2 separate regions of the Oryctolagus cuniculus genome follow, and region 2 is linked to region 1. Evidence: chromatin contacts called from public Hi-C data. All regions are on one chromosome and are shown on one strand. Each heading gives the region's core, a stretch centred on a gene start, on an enhancer-like site or on the middle of the called end of the contact. The rest is flanking DNA. Distances are from core to core; before and after follow the strand shown.

Evidence for each region. Hi-C and Micro-C count contacts between places; a contact is called where the count stands out from the background.
Region 2: a contact with region 1 is called in a Hi-C map of psoas muscle, with 5 times the contacts expected there. The contact joins two enhancer-like sites. A contact is called at or near these places in 4 of 6 Hi-C or Micro-C datasets (ear pinna, psoas muscle, skin fibroblasts and 1 more).

The regions. Positions count from the first base shown.
Region 1 is chr10:22,511,418-22,517,978 of mOryCun1.1, forward strand. The region is part of intron 1 of LOC103349348 (a long non-coding RNA gene); the gene reads right to left. Among named protein-coding and RNA genes, the nearest start is that of TCF4, 190 kb to the right of the region's middle. Within about 2 kb of position 3,669, at least 3 of the 8 cell types and tissues checked have an H3K27ac peak or open chromatin away from gene starts, as enhancers often do.
Region 2 is chr10:22,892,276-22,898,836 of mOryCun1.1, forward strand. All of the region lies in intron 4 of TCF4 (transcription factor 4), which reads left to right. Among named protein-coding and RNA genes, the nearest start is that of TCF4, 190 kb to the left of the region's middle. Within about 2 kb of position 3,521, at least 4 of the 8 cell types and tissues checked have an H3K27ac peak or open chromatin away from gene starts, as enhancers often do.

The DNA.
Region 1 (6,561 bases), core at 2,419-4,918:
TTTCAGGACTTGAGAAATACAGGCAGATTTGGAGCTCAGTTTAACTAAAGTACCAGGAAACCACAATGCAATAATCATGAGTAAATGCACGACCCCACCTTACAAGTGTGTCCAAAGTGAAGCCTTCCAGACTCTGATGTGGTGTTCAGGGTCAAGTCCTAAGGTGGGAGGCAGCTCTGAAGCCCTCAGCTTATGTTGCTTTTGCCTAATCAGAAGACAGATTCAGCACAGAAACCTGCCTGTTCCAAACTGATGCCTATTTATGGGTTTTCTCTGTCCTAAGGATGCAGGCAGAATAGCATAATGCAAAGTTCAGCAAACTGGCCCACAGTGCAAATCTGACCCATCAAGTGTTTAATTTTGTTTTTAATAAAATGTTATTAAAGCAAAGCAAGCAATTATTTACATATAATCTGGACCTGCTTTTGTAGTACAGAGTTGGATAGTTGTGACTGTGTGGCCTGCAAAGCCTAAAATATTTACCATTTGGTCCTTGTTGAAAAAGGTGGTCAGTTCCTGGGACATGGATTGTAGAGTATGATTGCTGTAGTTCGTCCCTACCCTTACTATTTACTAAGAAAATAATTTTGGGCAAATCATTATAACTCTTTATCCCTCCAATTCTTCATCTTTAAATGGTGATAATAAAGTAATCACCTCCATGGAATAGGTATAAAGACCCAATGCAATATACTTCCCTAGACTGTGCCTAGCACAGTGCCTGGCATGTAATAAGCATCATATTACAATTTAGAACTATAGCTATCCATCAACTAATGGCAATTTCAGGATTGCATTTAAGTGGAATTTGTTTTTAATAGGAAACCTATAAAGTAAATGTGTACTCTTGATAAATGTACCAATATAGGCATTGGCCAAAACCAGTTGAATCCGGATAAGGTACTTGGTTTTAATATTGTCAATATAAAAATTTTTAAGATCACTTATCATTCTTTATTGCTGGGAATCTCTACAATATCTTGTAAATTGCTTTAAATGGGTACTTAAAGTTTTCTGTAGGACTCTGTCAAATGCAGATAAGGGTTGTGAAGGAAAAATTTACATTTCATCAGTATTAAAAATTTATTAAAACTCATGAAAATGTACTTCATTGAGTTTTTTTTATTCTTGGCTGTTTTATATTACAATCCCTGGAACATATTTTGAAAAAAAATCATTGCACTGCTGCAGCTTAAATCTTAAAACATCTCAAATTCTCTCTTCAACTCAGAATGCCATTCATTAAATTCTTTCTTCTAAGGAACCATAAATGCAGTAATCTAGACCCTGATAAAGGCTTTAAAGTTGTCCCATAGGATACTTGGGGTGGAGAAAGATGGAACATTAGTGTCAAAGAAGCATATTATTTGATTCTCAATATAATTAATAAACTCTTTCTCTCTCCCACAGGAATCTGCTAAATCTCCAATTCTTATTTGTGTTGAAGCAAAAGATTTAGTTACCTACCTAACAAAAAGGAAAAAAAGATCTGAAGAAGGCTTTAAGTATTTAGTAGTTTAAACCCTGCATAAATTGGAGATTTGAATAAAAAATCAGCCCTAGTATTTTTCTATGAAAATGGTGAACAGAAGGAATATATGTGCTCAGTGGAATAGCGTTTTATGCCAAACATCAATCAACCCGGCTTTAGAAGCCTATTTATAATACTGCGGGGGTCCTGGACAGTTGCACTTCACACTGTGAGGACCAATCCATGACATTAGATAGCGAACAATTGAAGTCTTTACAAATAATTAAAACCTTGTTTGAAAATGGAGATGTTTTCCACAGCTTTCCTGTGTATGCACGATGTCATCGATATTCAAGAGTGTAAATATTGACTAGTTATTGCTGGTAGCCAGAAGGAGCAAAATCTCCTTTGAAATAATAATGTGGAGTGTGTGTATATAACATATACATATGTATGCACACACATATGCATGGAGATGTTAAATATATAGTCATATAGAGAGGGAAAATATAGATTTCACTTTATATGACAGTTGAATAGCTATACTTTAAACAACCTATGTTCACTGCCAGTGCCATTCTAGTGTGAGTGTGTATGCATGTATGTATGTGTGTGTGTGTGTACGATATGCAGAGAAGATGCAAAAATATTTCTGAAAATTTTATCTGTAATTTTGGTTTCTTTCTTAGCATAAATATGAGAGCTATTATAAAGAAGATTTTTTTTATCTTAACAGAAGACCTTCCATTGTTTGCGCTGGGATCTAGAACTATGATTTTTAGAGCTGGCAGGAACAGAATTAATGATCTTGTCTAGTTTTCATAATATTTTAAGCCCACCTTAAATCCTTTTGGGGTGGAGGCAAAGCACAAGTAATACATAAATTAAACTCCTGGAAATGACTCCTTAACTTAACAATTTTTCATTTAAGGGACATGGGACTTAGAAAATTTTTGAGATTAAAAAAAGATCCCTCAGGATTATTCTTTCAATTTATGCATTTAGCAGAAAACTATTGAAGATATCAGCATGCTCCGGCAATGAAGATGCAGAAAAAAACAAAAGCTGTGACTTTCCCCCTGCGAAGCTCCCAGTTCAGAGCCACAGAGAACACACCTGCCTGTACAGGTTGCAGAAATGTCAGTGTGGGGCTCTCTGGAAGGAGAGTTCATTGGGAGGCGCAGACAATAAATGGGAAGAGAGTTAGGAAAGGGAGCAACGTGCACACGGGAGCATTGTCAGGAAAGAGGTGAGCCTTGAACTAGAGAAAAGTAAGTCACAAACGCTGGAGGCAGGGTGGGATAGAGGACCACGCTGCTGAGGGCATTAGCAGAGGTGAGCATAGCGTGTAGACAGGATGTGCAATTCTGAGCCAGATGAACTAAAATTGGTGGTCTTTTGAGTGGGCTTCAGTTTCGCTTTTGGCTTCTAAGCATTCCCACTCAAGCAACGTTAGACACACAAAATGAAAGGAAACGAAAAATTCTGCGTTTACTTAGAAGGTGAAAGGCTGATGATAAAGTAGATTCATCCCTTTCAACTATGTTAACAAACACTGAAGTTTGTCCCGGAACCGATTTGCCCAGGTGTTGGCAGGGATTATATTTCTACGTTTTTTATTCTCTCCACAGTATGAACCAGGAGCAGCCCTAACCACACACATGAAGATAAATCGTATGTATCCAGTAGACTGAGTGGAATTCTCCTCATCACCTTTACCTTCACAGGTGACCAGAGTCCACAGGAGTTCCCGTCCCCTAGTGTTAAAAAGGTCACTGTGACATTACTGGGGTCCCAGGTGGGCCAGGTACTAGGCATCTGTGATGGCTTTATGGCATCCGCGTGGACTAAGGAAGTGTGTGAAAACGACCGAGTCAAATGATAACTGTAGACTAACAAAGAGAACAATTTTAGGCACCAAGTGATGCAGTCGGATTCCAAGAGTAATCCGATCCAGAGTACAGCTGCCAAATCCCCCACTTCAAATGTGGTTTTGTAAACATGCTCTCTGACAAAACAAGACGTCCACCTAAGGTGACAGCTTAGAAATGGGCCTTTTAAGACAATTCCGTTTTGCTTTTACGCTGTGTAGACGCATTGGCTTGCGGTGCCTTCAGTCAGCCTGAACACAGCAAGGCACCAGGGGGAGCTCCCACATCTTGCTTCTTCTCTTCCCCCTCTTAGAGAGAGAGGGTTGGCTCTTGTAGCCCAGCAAAAGGGTGGGTCAAAAGCAACAACACACAAAATGATTCACTAAAGCTAAACAAGGGTGACTCATCCTGCAAAAATGCACTAGATGCTTTTTGAAGACTGCACTACATCCCGCATTTTGGGCACACCTAACGTCAGCCTTCAGCCAACTCAGCTGGCTTTAACACTGCCCCTGAGATGCCCCCTGGGTGTCTCAGAGACCAAGTTCCTGCCTCCTTGCACGGGGGGGGGAAGGGTGGGTCTTTGGGTTTCCATATTGATCAATGGGATTGATTTTTCTGAGTTTTAAAAAAGAGAACTAGTTGCTTTCTCTCTCTCTCTCTCTCTCTCTCTCTCTCGGATTGAAAACATGAAGCTAGAAAGAGAAACTCAAAATATCTAATTCATTTTGTATTTTCAATATTTATGGAGAGAACTGTGGCACTAGAATCTTAAATGGCAAGACAATTCACGTGTTTGGCTTCCTGGTGTTGTACTACTGACCCCCGGATCAGAATGGCAGCCCGCAGGATGGTGGGAGGGACAGAAGACCACCTACTACTGGTATTTGGTTCACATCATGCCTTCTTCTCTCCACTTCCGGCCTAAAGAAAAGATAGATTTCTAATTCTAGATTTCAATCTACTGATCACAAAACCAGAGACCCTAGCCCTTGGGGATACTTCCTGGGGCCATCTGATCAAGTCTCTATGCTGAGAGATACTTGCTTTAAATTTTCTGGCATAGTTAAAGTCCTTAAGATCAAAGAGAAAAATGAAGAACCTCGCTTACACTGGTCAATAATTCTTTTCCCATATGGCAACCAGTTCTCCATCCCCACCCACCCTCCCTAAGACTGTGAATACAGTGGGTTTTTTTTTTAATAGCCTGAGTCTAAACTTTTCCCACAAAAAGGGAAAGACAAGAATTCTACGGTCGCGTGGAATTGAAAATTGAGGTAGCTGCGAAAACGCTGGGACTGACGCAAATCTCTCATCAAACGTGGCTTTCTCCTGGGTGGGAGGCGGCTGAGCGGTGGCCTCCCAGGTCCCCCGTGTAGCGCTGCAGTTCGTTGCGCGGAGAGGCAGCTGCTGCCCGGTGCCCGGAGCCGCCAAGTCCCGAGGCGGGGCTGGAGGGGGGTCCGGGCAGCACCGGGCGGCGGGGAGTGCGCCTTGAACCCGGTTTGCAGGAGGGCAGCGGTGCGCTCGGCAGGGTACCCAGGCAGGAGCGCTCTCGGAGTGCCAGGAGCGCACCCACAGCGGGCGAGGGCCGCGGCCACCCGCGTCCAGCTGGGCAGGCTGAGACCGCGCCGCCGCCGCCGCCGCCGCACCTGCCACGACTGCGCGAGATGTAACTGAAGATGTAGCCAGGGAGGTGCCTGCAGCGGGGCAGATCCAAGCCACCTCCTTGTCGTGGCCGGAGGACCGGCTGCAGAGGGCCGGGGGGGCTGAATGGTGACACTACACCCTGTGCGTAGCCCAGGACTCTGAGATTAAACATCTGAGATTAAAATGCTTGGGACTCACACTTCAGTGCCGCAGAATTCCAGGCGGCTCCGGCGGGAGCCACCTCTTAAGAACAGCTGTCCCTATCACTCTGGCCGCCCACGGACCGCACCATCTGACCTGCAGGAAACGAAATCTGAGCTCGGGAAGGCTTGCACATTCACTCCGGGAAGATCCCCTAGGAGAGGATCCTCATTCTCCACTCTTTTTAGGGAGATGATGTCCTGAGTGGGATACGTAGGCAGACGACAGCATAAGGAAGACACAGAAAACTCTAAATTGTAGACACGTAAGCACCAACTGTCTCGGGCCCTGAGGGTTTGGGGGAGATGATCCATCACAAACTTCACACACTGCCGGCCCTTGGCCTTCGCTAAATCAGCCGAGGGTGTGGAAATTGTCAGAGAACACAACTCATATCCCCGGAAACTTCCTAAGTCCAGAAGCTAAAGGCTTTTTTTTAGCCCCGTCATTCTTTTGGGTTTAACCACCAAAGAATAATTCCTTATCAGCAAATCAGCAACAACAACAACAACAAAACTGTTTCCACTCAGTATCCCTGCGTGGGGAATATCTGCGCCTGCGGTTTGCTGTGTCACTTTCACCATAAGCAAGTGTGCCATCCACGAGACCTAGCACTGGCCAGGCACTCTCACCTGAGTCCCAGGCGCTGGGCTCTTTTTCTGTTTGGTTTTCTGTTTGCTAGGGTTTCAGTGGAAAGGGAAATGGAAGCGACGGGTTACTGGCTATATCCTAACCCTGTTGGAGTTTGCTCCTTCCTGTGAGGTGGAATGCAGAATTGACAAGTATGAGATCGAAAAAGAAGTTCTCCTAGAAAAGGAACCAGAAATACAAAGTGTTCCTGGGGAAGAAGAAAAGCAAAACCCTTAGTATGGCACACAGTGGCTTCACATAGAGAATTGGGAACAGGCACAGGAAAAGGAGAGAGGATGCTCACCTTACAAGCCCCATCTGACCCCCGCATCCCACCCAGCCAATGGATCAAGAACTTTACTTACATTATCTCATTTAATCTTCCCCCAACACAAAAGGGGGGGGATATTCTTATTTCTGTTTTTAAACAGATGAGTGACTTGTATCTCAGCAGCCCAAAGTAAACTACCTGAAGGCATAGAGCTAAGTAGGAGCAGAATTAGAATTGTTTGGGATAAAGAAGAATTCCTTGGGAATGAGTGTTTTTAAATCTTGACTGGCCACAGAGAGCAGTAGGCAAGACTGGTAGGGAAATGAGGCTAAACCCACAGAAAGACAAGCCAGTGGTCCATCATTCGGTTATGGGAAAACTGTGTTGATTTGGGGGCCACTGATGATGCCCGAATTCGTCTAAACCTATTGACCTTCTAGATATCATTAAGCAGACGTCCATGTTCTTCA
Region 2 (6,561 bases), core at 2,271-4,770, 380 kb after region 1:
CAAGTTGCCTGGAGATTCTGGAAATGAGGGTTCACGCAGGTTGCTTTTGAAACTTCAGTTGATGAAAATGACCATGTCTCCTTTAACTTTGAAATTTCAGTCATGAGATAAGAAATTGGGGACCTTCTTTAAAAATAGTCTCGTCAGAGTTTTTGTTGAAAGCTTGGGGGACAGCATTTAAAATTTTAAAAAATAAAGTAATTCAAAGTAAAGTCTGTAGCCAAACTCCTTAATTGTGATGCATTTGCCGAGTTCCCCTCTTCCATCGTCGGGCCTGCTCTGATGCCATATGGCCTACCATGGAACATTTAACTTGTCAGATATAATGGATTGTCCTGGAAGCAGATTTTTGCTTTGAGCACTCGGCTCCTTTCTTGCATTTCACTCTCAGCTCCAGGCTGCAGGATGAAGGATTGTGGTGGAAATGCAAAGAAGAGACACACAGTTGATTCCCCTTAAGAGAGTGACCTATATGCCACAAAATTTTACCCACGTAAAGAGGCATTATCCCCGCCACTGGCCTTAGCAGGCTGCATGTCAGAATCATTTAAATTTGCCTGGACTTAACAGATTGTGCAAACAGTTCAGAATTGAGTGCTTAGGAATAATAAAACGTCGTCATTTTAACTTCTGCAGAAATCGTAGCCACACCAGCCAAAGGATATGTATTATTTTTTGTGACCTATGTGTAACCTAAAGCACCTGGTTTGTAGGTTTTGTCAATTAACTTCATCTCGCAAGTCTGTGGAGGATGCTTAAAAAAAAAATCACCTGGAAATGTTCTGTGGCTTCATTGTTTTTGTTTGGTGAGTAGAGGTGAGGCTGAAGTGACCATTTTGGTGGACAGACAAGTAGCAGCTAATTGTCCTGCCATGCCTCCCAGCTCAACCTTAAGTGAAAAACCTGTTTACTCTGAACTATCTGAAATGAGAGACTTAGCGTCCTGTGGATTTACTTTTTATCTTTAAAAGTAAATAGGATAGTATTCGATGTTGGTTTTGTTCTGGTGATTTTATGGACTATTTTTTTTCCCTTTTGAATTTGTGCTATTGTTTCTGAAATCATAAGCTTGGAAAGCACTAAGAAAAATGTATGATTTTTACATTTATTGGCAAACTTCCTTCAACAAATAAACAGTGCCCTATCTATGAGTATGCATATAGGAGGTATTTTTCTGGTGTAACCTACTGACACCCCAAAGCAATTATTTCAATTATAGAGGGACCCAGAATAGACCATGAACAAGTGGAGACGATGTTCAAGTAACCAATCAGGCACCAACCTGGAGAAAAATAGGTAACCATGTATCTCAGTTCAACCATAAAGTGGCACATGATTTGATTGCAAATATTAATTAATAGATTTTTATATGGCACATAAAAATATATACACAGTAAGAGACCAGGTCCAAGGGTAATTTATTATAAGCACCAAAGATGTGTTGTGTTAGAAATTTAACATTTAATTTGCTTCTACAAATTCATGTAATATATAGACTTCCTAGTATGGGTCCTATAGCTCTGTGAAAACTACAGTGGCCTTGAAAACTAGTTTGGTCAAACTATCCTTGCTAGCCTCAGTTTACACCCATAAAAAAATTTTTTTTTAAGCAGGGAATTCTATGACTCAGCCAAGAGTCCTGATAAAGTCATTATTTAATAATAAGGTGTACTTGTATGTATTTCTTACTAATCCTAAACTGAGCATATTAGTTTTGTTAGTGCCACTGATAGTGTGCCCTTCCACTGGGCCATTCGAATGTGCTCAGACTTAGCACTTCCCAGTTTGGGGAGTGCCTAGCCGTAGCCAGCTCTTGTTGGGGCATGTGCGCCCTCTACTGGCTGCTCACATTGGAACGGACTGATGTGTAGGGTTCTTAATTGTTTTATTTTTCAAGGTTGCGGTGGTTTTGATTGTTTGTCTTTTTGGTGTGGTTTGGTTTTCAGTTTTACATTGTGGATCAGATGTCTGAGGGATTACAAAGTTGTATCTTAGTACTGAGTATGGCTATTAATTTCTGGTTATTTGGAAATAAAGGTGGCATTCTGTTTTTGGTGTATTATTGCTAAATAGGTAGTCTTTATCAAATAACATACAGTATGAATAGATACCCCCCTTGAGTTTTTAAGTGACTGATTTCATATTACCCTAATCTAATTTTTGCTGTTTTCATAGTTCCTCTTGGCCTTATGTATATATATATATATTTTTAGAAATTTATTTATTTATTTTTATTTGACAAGCAGAGTTAGACAGTGAGAGAAAGAGAGAGACAGAGAGAAAGGTCTTCCTTCTGTTGGCTCATCCCCCCAAATGGCCACTAAGGCCGGTGCACTTTGCTGATCCAAAGCCAGGAGCCAGGTGCTTCCTCCTGGTCTCCCATGCGGGTTCAGGGGCCCACGCACTTGGGCCATCCTCCACTGTACTCCCAGGCCACAGCAGAGAGCTGTACTGAAAGAGGAGCAACCGGGACTAGAACCCGGCGCCCATATGGGATGCTGGCGCCGCAGGCGGAGGAGTAACCAAATGAGCCACGGAGCTGGCCCTCTTGGTCTTTTATAGTTACTGAGGATTTTTGTTTGGGCTGTGAATGGGACATAAAGGAGGATCAATGATTGAGATTTTGAAACGTGACTATTTGTCTGTAATGGCTGTGGCAAGTAATCCCTGATAGAGAACTTCCTGTTAGAGTTTATAGTTTCCATTTGTTCTGCCATGGAAAATGAGTGTACATTTATACCCAAATGCTTTATAAAGACATTTTTAAGCTATGCTCACCACCAGACACTGGGAAAGGTAATTTGAGTGGAATTTTTTTTGGTTTTGTTTTGCTTTTTGTTAATATAGAGCATGAGATGTCAAAGGAACCAGTTGCTAATGGTCTGTTTACTCCCAGATTGTTGGATCGAACTCTTCAGGGCAGTTTCAGAAGGCGAGTTTGGCCTCTCTGCCATTGCTTGAGTGAAGAGTGTCCTGGGGCCCTGCTGGGGAAGACCAGAACTCTATAGAATGAATGTGTACTTAACTAGACAAGTGTCAGTTTTATTCATTGTGATTTATTTTACATGAGTTGTATCCTAACAAATAGTAAGACCCCATTGTGAGCTGTTACCATGTCATCCTGCTTAGAATCTCAGATACACATCTTTGCTCACTACCACCTTGTCTTCATGGAGGTGGTGCTGCGTGTTCTTTCTCTGCTTCTCCTTCACCCCACGGCACCTGTGACCAGTGTGTAGTGTTTACTCCTTAGCGTTTCTCCCATCTGATGTCTGAACTCTTGGAGAAGACCGTCCACTGCTGACTCTCCAGCAGGCAGCTCCTGCCAGCCAGACGACACCCACCCATTTGCGTCCCAATGTCATGGTTTTTAGACTTCTTTCACAGCTATGCAGAGGATTTTCACATGTTTCAGAATTGGAGGTTGCTATCTGTGAACTTATATTCCATGAAACACATTTTATTGTGTACTATTGAAAGGATGAGGTCATTCCTTTGGCTACTGCCTGTCTTGCTTTTGCCTGAGCACCCCGCGCTCCCCCCACCCCTCTTCCTGTGCTTCCTGCCTTCCTGTCCTGATTGAGTCATGCTCATAGATTCAGTAAATGGGAGGCTTCTCTTAAACATCACAGCGTCGGACTCAGTGGCTTGCATGATTTTTATCTGTGAACCTTACCTTCCTAACAATAAGTCAGGCCACAGGACAGTTGGACTCTGAGGAGTTCGGCCCTGTTAACCTGATAGTTTCCCTGCTATGAGCCTGTTCTCTTGAAGTTGATCTTGAAGACCAGGTGTGGCTCAAACTATATTATTTTTCTGTAAATCTCATGGTTAGCTCTCTTACTACCCTTTGTCTGCTCTAAAGGTGCCCTGGAATATGTTTCGGATTCTGGGCTAATTTAACTCAGCTTCTCAGCTCTGTATGTTTGGGGACAATAGCCCAATGGTAATTCGATGTTAAGGCTAGAGAACTTATTATTCAATGTTACAAATACACGTATAAATGACACTTGGTTATCTTCTCCTAGGATTAAAAACATGACATATCCGTGTGTGTATATATATGTATGTATAATATTAGTATACATACATATGTACACATACCATATCTAAAAGTCTCATGGCCTTCCATGTCCTTTATTGTTGTGTCATCTTGAGTGTCATATTGGTAATTGTTATGTTCTTCCTAGTTGTAAACTAAGCCTAAAAACCAAGGCTTTCGTGTGAAATTCACAGATCTCCAATATATAAATTAAGTGCATATAAAGGCACTCTAAAACACAGTACTAAGCCTTCGCTTCTGTTTCTGTTCTACTCTGCTTATTCAAAGTTGATCTTTTTTTCTTATCATTTACTAAGACTGTGTTAGGACACAATTTAATGAGCAGCAAATAACTAAGGATTACAAGTGATTTGTGTGGTATAGTAAGACTACTCATTTTCTTCAAATTCACTAGTAAATTCCAAAATATTTAGCGAGACAGCAGTCTTACTCATATAATGTTGTCTCTATTATATCTGGCCAGGTGTCCTGCAATGGAAGCAAAACAACCAAAATTTCACCCTTTGTAGGGCCTTTCCCACCCATGACAGAGCATGGACAGAGAGTACAGGGTGGAAAGGCCCTTTTAAGTTGCAGTCCCACTTAAGTTTGATTCTGGATTCTGAAGGCAACTTCACTTTTGGACTAGGATGGAGAGGAGACACTATGAAGCCAGTGGGCCAGTGAGTGGGATTGAAGATGAGCTCCTCACAAAACTCCAGGGCTCTCAGGTTTATGGATATGTCATTTGTTAATCCCAGGGGAAGATAACCAAGTGTCATTTATACGTGTATTTGTAACACTGAATAATAAGTTCTCTAGCCTTAACATCGAATTAGAATAGAACCCCCAACTACAATAAAAATGTAAAAGTGGGTAGGCAGCACTATTGAGATATTATTCACACTAAGCCAGTGGTAAGTCACTCAGTAGAAGTAAGTTGAGTGATTCTGGGGTTGCCCTGAGGCCTGCCTGTCTCTAGGGGACCCTTGTACAAATTGCTGATTCAGAAAATCATTACTTTGGTGGTTCAAGTGGTGCTTTAGTGGCCTTAAAGAGTTATTTGACACACCTCCCCAAACAGCTAAGTTATCCCCATGATTATACTGATTAATTGCACACTCTGTGGAATTAGTGTTTTTTCAATGAAAGATTTTCCTGCATTTGGAAAATAAAGCATAAAACTCCTGTGCTTTAATTTGATAATACATGTACTTCTCCTAAGCATGACTCTGAGTGAGGGTTTGGTGGTTTTGTTTGTTTGTTTGTTTGGCCATTGTTGTCTGGGGTACATGCACGTATCTAAGGCTGTGTTTTTATTCTGCATGGAGAACGTCATTTTTGACATACCAGAGGATGTTCACTGCAAATTGGTTCAGACATTTTCTTCCATCTTTGACATTATGAATTGAGTTAAAATTGTTCAAGGAGAGAGTTGTGGTAGTAAGAAGATGAGTGGAATAATGTTTGTTATTACAGTACAAAGTAAAAATATAACTGGAATACTCCAAAAAGAAGCAACATATTGTAGAAAAAGGCTTTGATACTGGAATTGGGAGTTTATGTTCTAGTTTTATCTCAGTATCTGTATGACTTCTTCAACTGAATAAGCTGGTTACCCCTTCTTAATTTTACTGACTTGGTTATCACAAGGACTAAAGTGCCCACTTAATGAGTTCCTGGGGTGTGTTCTTACATAAATTAAATTACTTTTCATGCTATATAATGCTTTAGTGAATGTAGATTCTGATCCATGGGCAGTGCCCTCAAGTGAAGAGTTCTGGTGGTGACTCAAGCCGCTCAACACATGTGGGACTGCAGTGCGCACGCTCTCTTGAAGGCAGGGCAGCGCCTAGACAAGCTGCTGTGACTCAGTGAGGAAGTGCAGCCGAAACTCATGGTTTCCAGCAGAATCAGAGCTAGACCATGACTGACTGTCCTGTTTTGATGACTAAAAGGACACCAGTGATAGGGTTAATGCCAGTCTTTACCAGAAAAAATGGCCGACTTCCCATTTCCCATTATTCCTTGTTACATACACGCTAAGTGTAGTCACCCTTCCCTCACCTGGCCTTCTATTCTGATTTTAGAAAGAAGAGGAAGACAAGGATTTCCTGGGCTGTGGGGTAGCTAGCATGTTTGTTGGGATTGAGGCATAGTTCTTGTAGTGTGAAATTTATTTTAAATTTTTATTTTTAAATGACTAGTAACAGACAGAATTGTCCTGCTATAGTAATACTGTAGGAGAGATCCAGCACTCTTCTGAAATTCTAGGAACTGGGAGCATAATGTCAACTTCTAATTTGTTGCAAACTCACACTCTTATCTCCAGGATGGGAGCAAGGTAATTACAGTCGACAGCTAGTCAGAAGTGTAAGGGTATTCCTGCATGTCCACAGATCCCAATGAGAAATTTAAGCCAGTGGGAACGTTGCCAAATAAATAGTCAAAAATGATTTTCTATCAGTTTAAATAAAATTCAAAATTTGAGCTTATGTTAGAAAATCACAAACATAGAT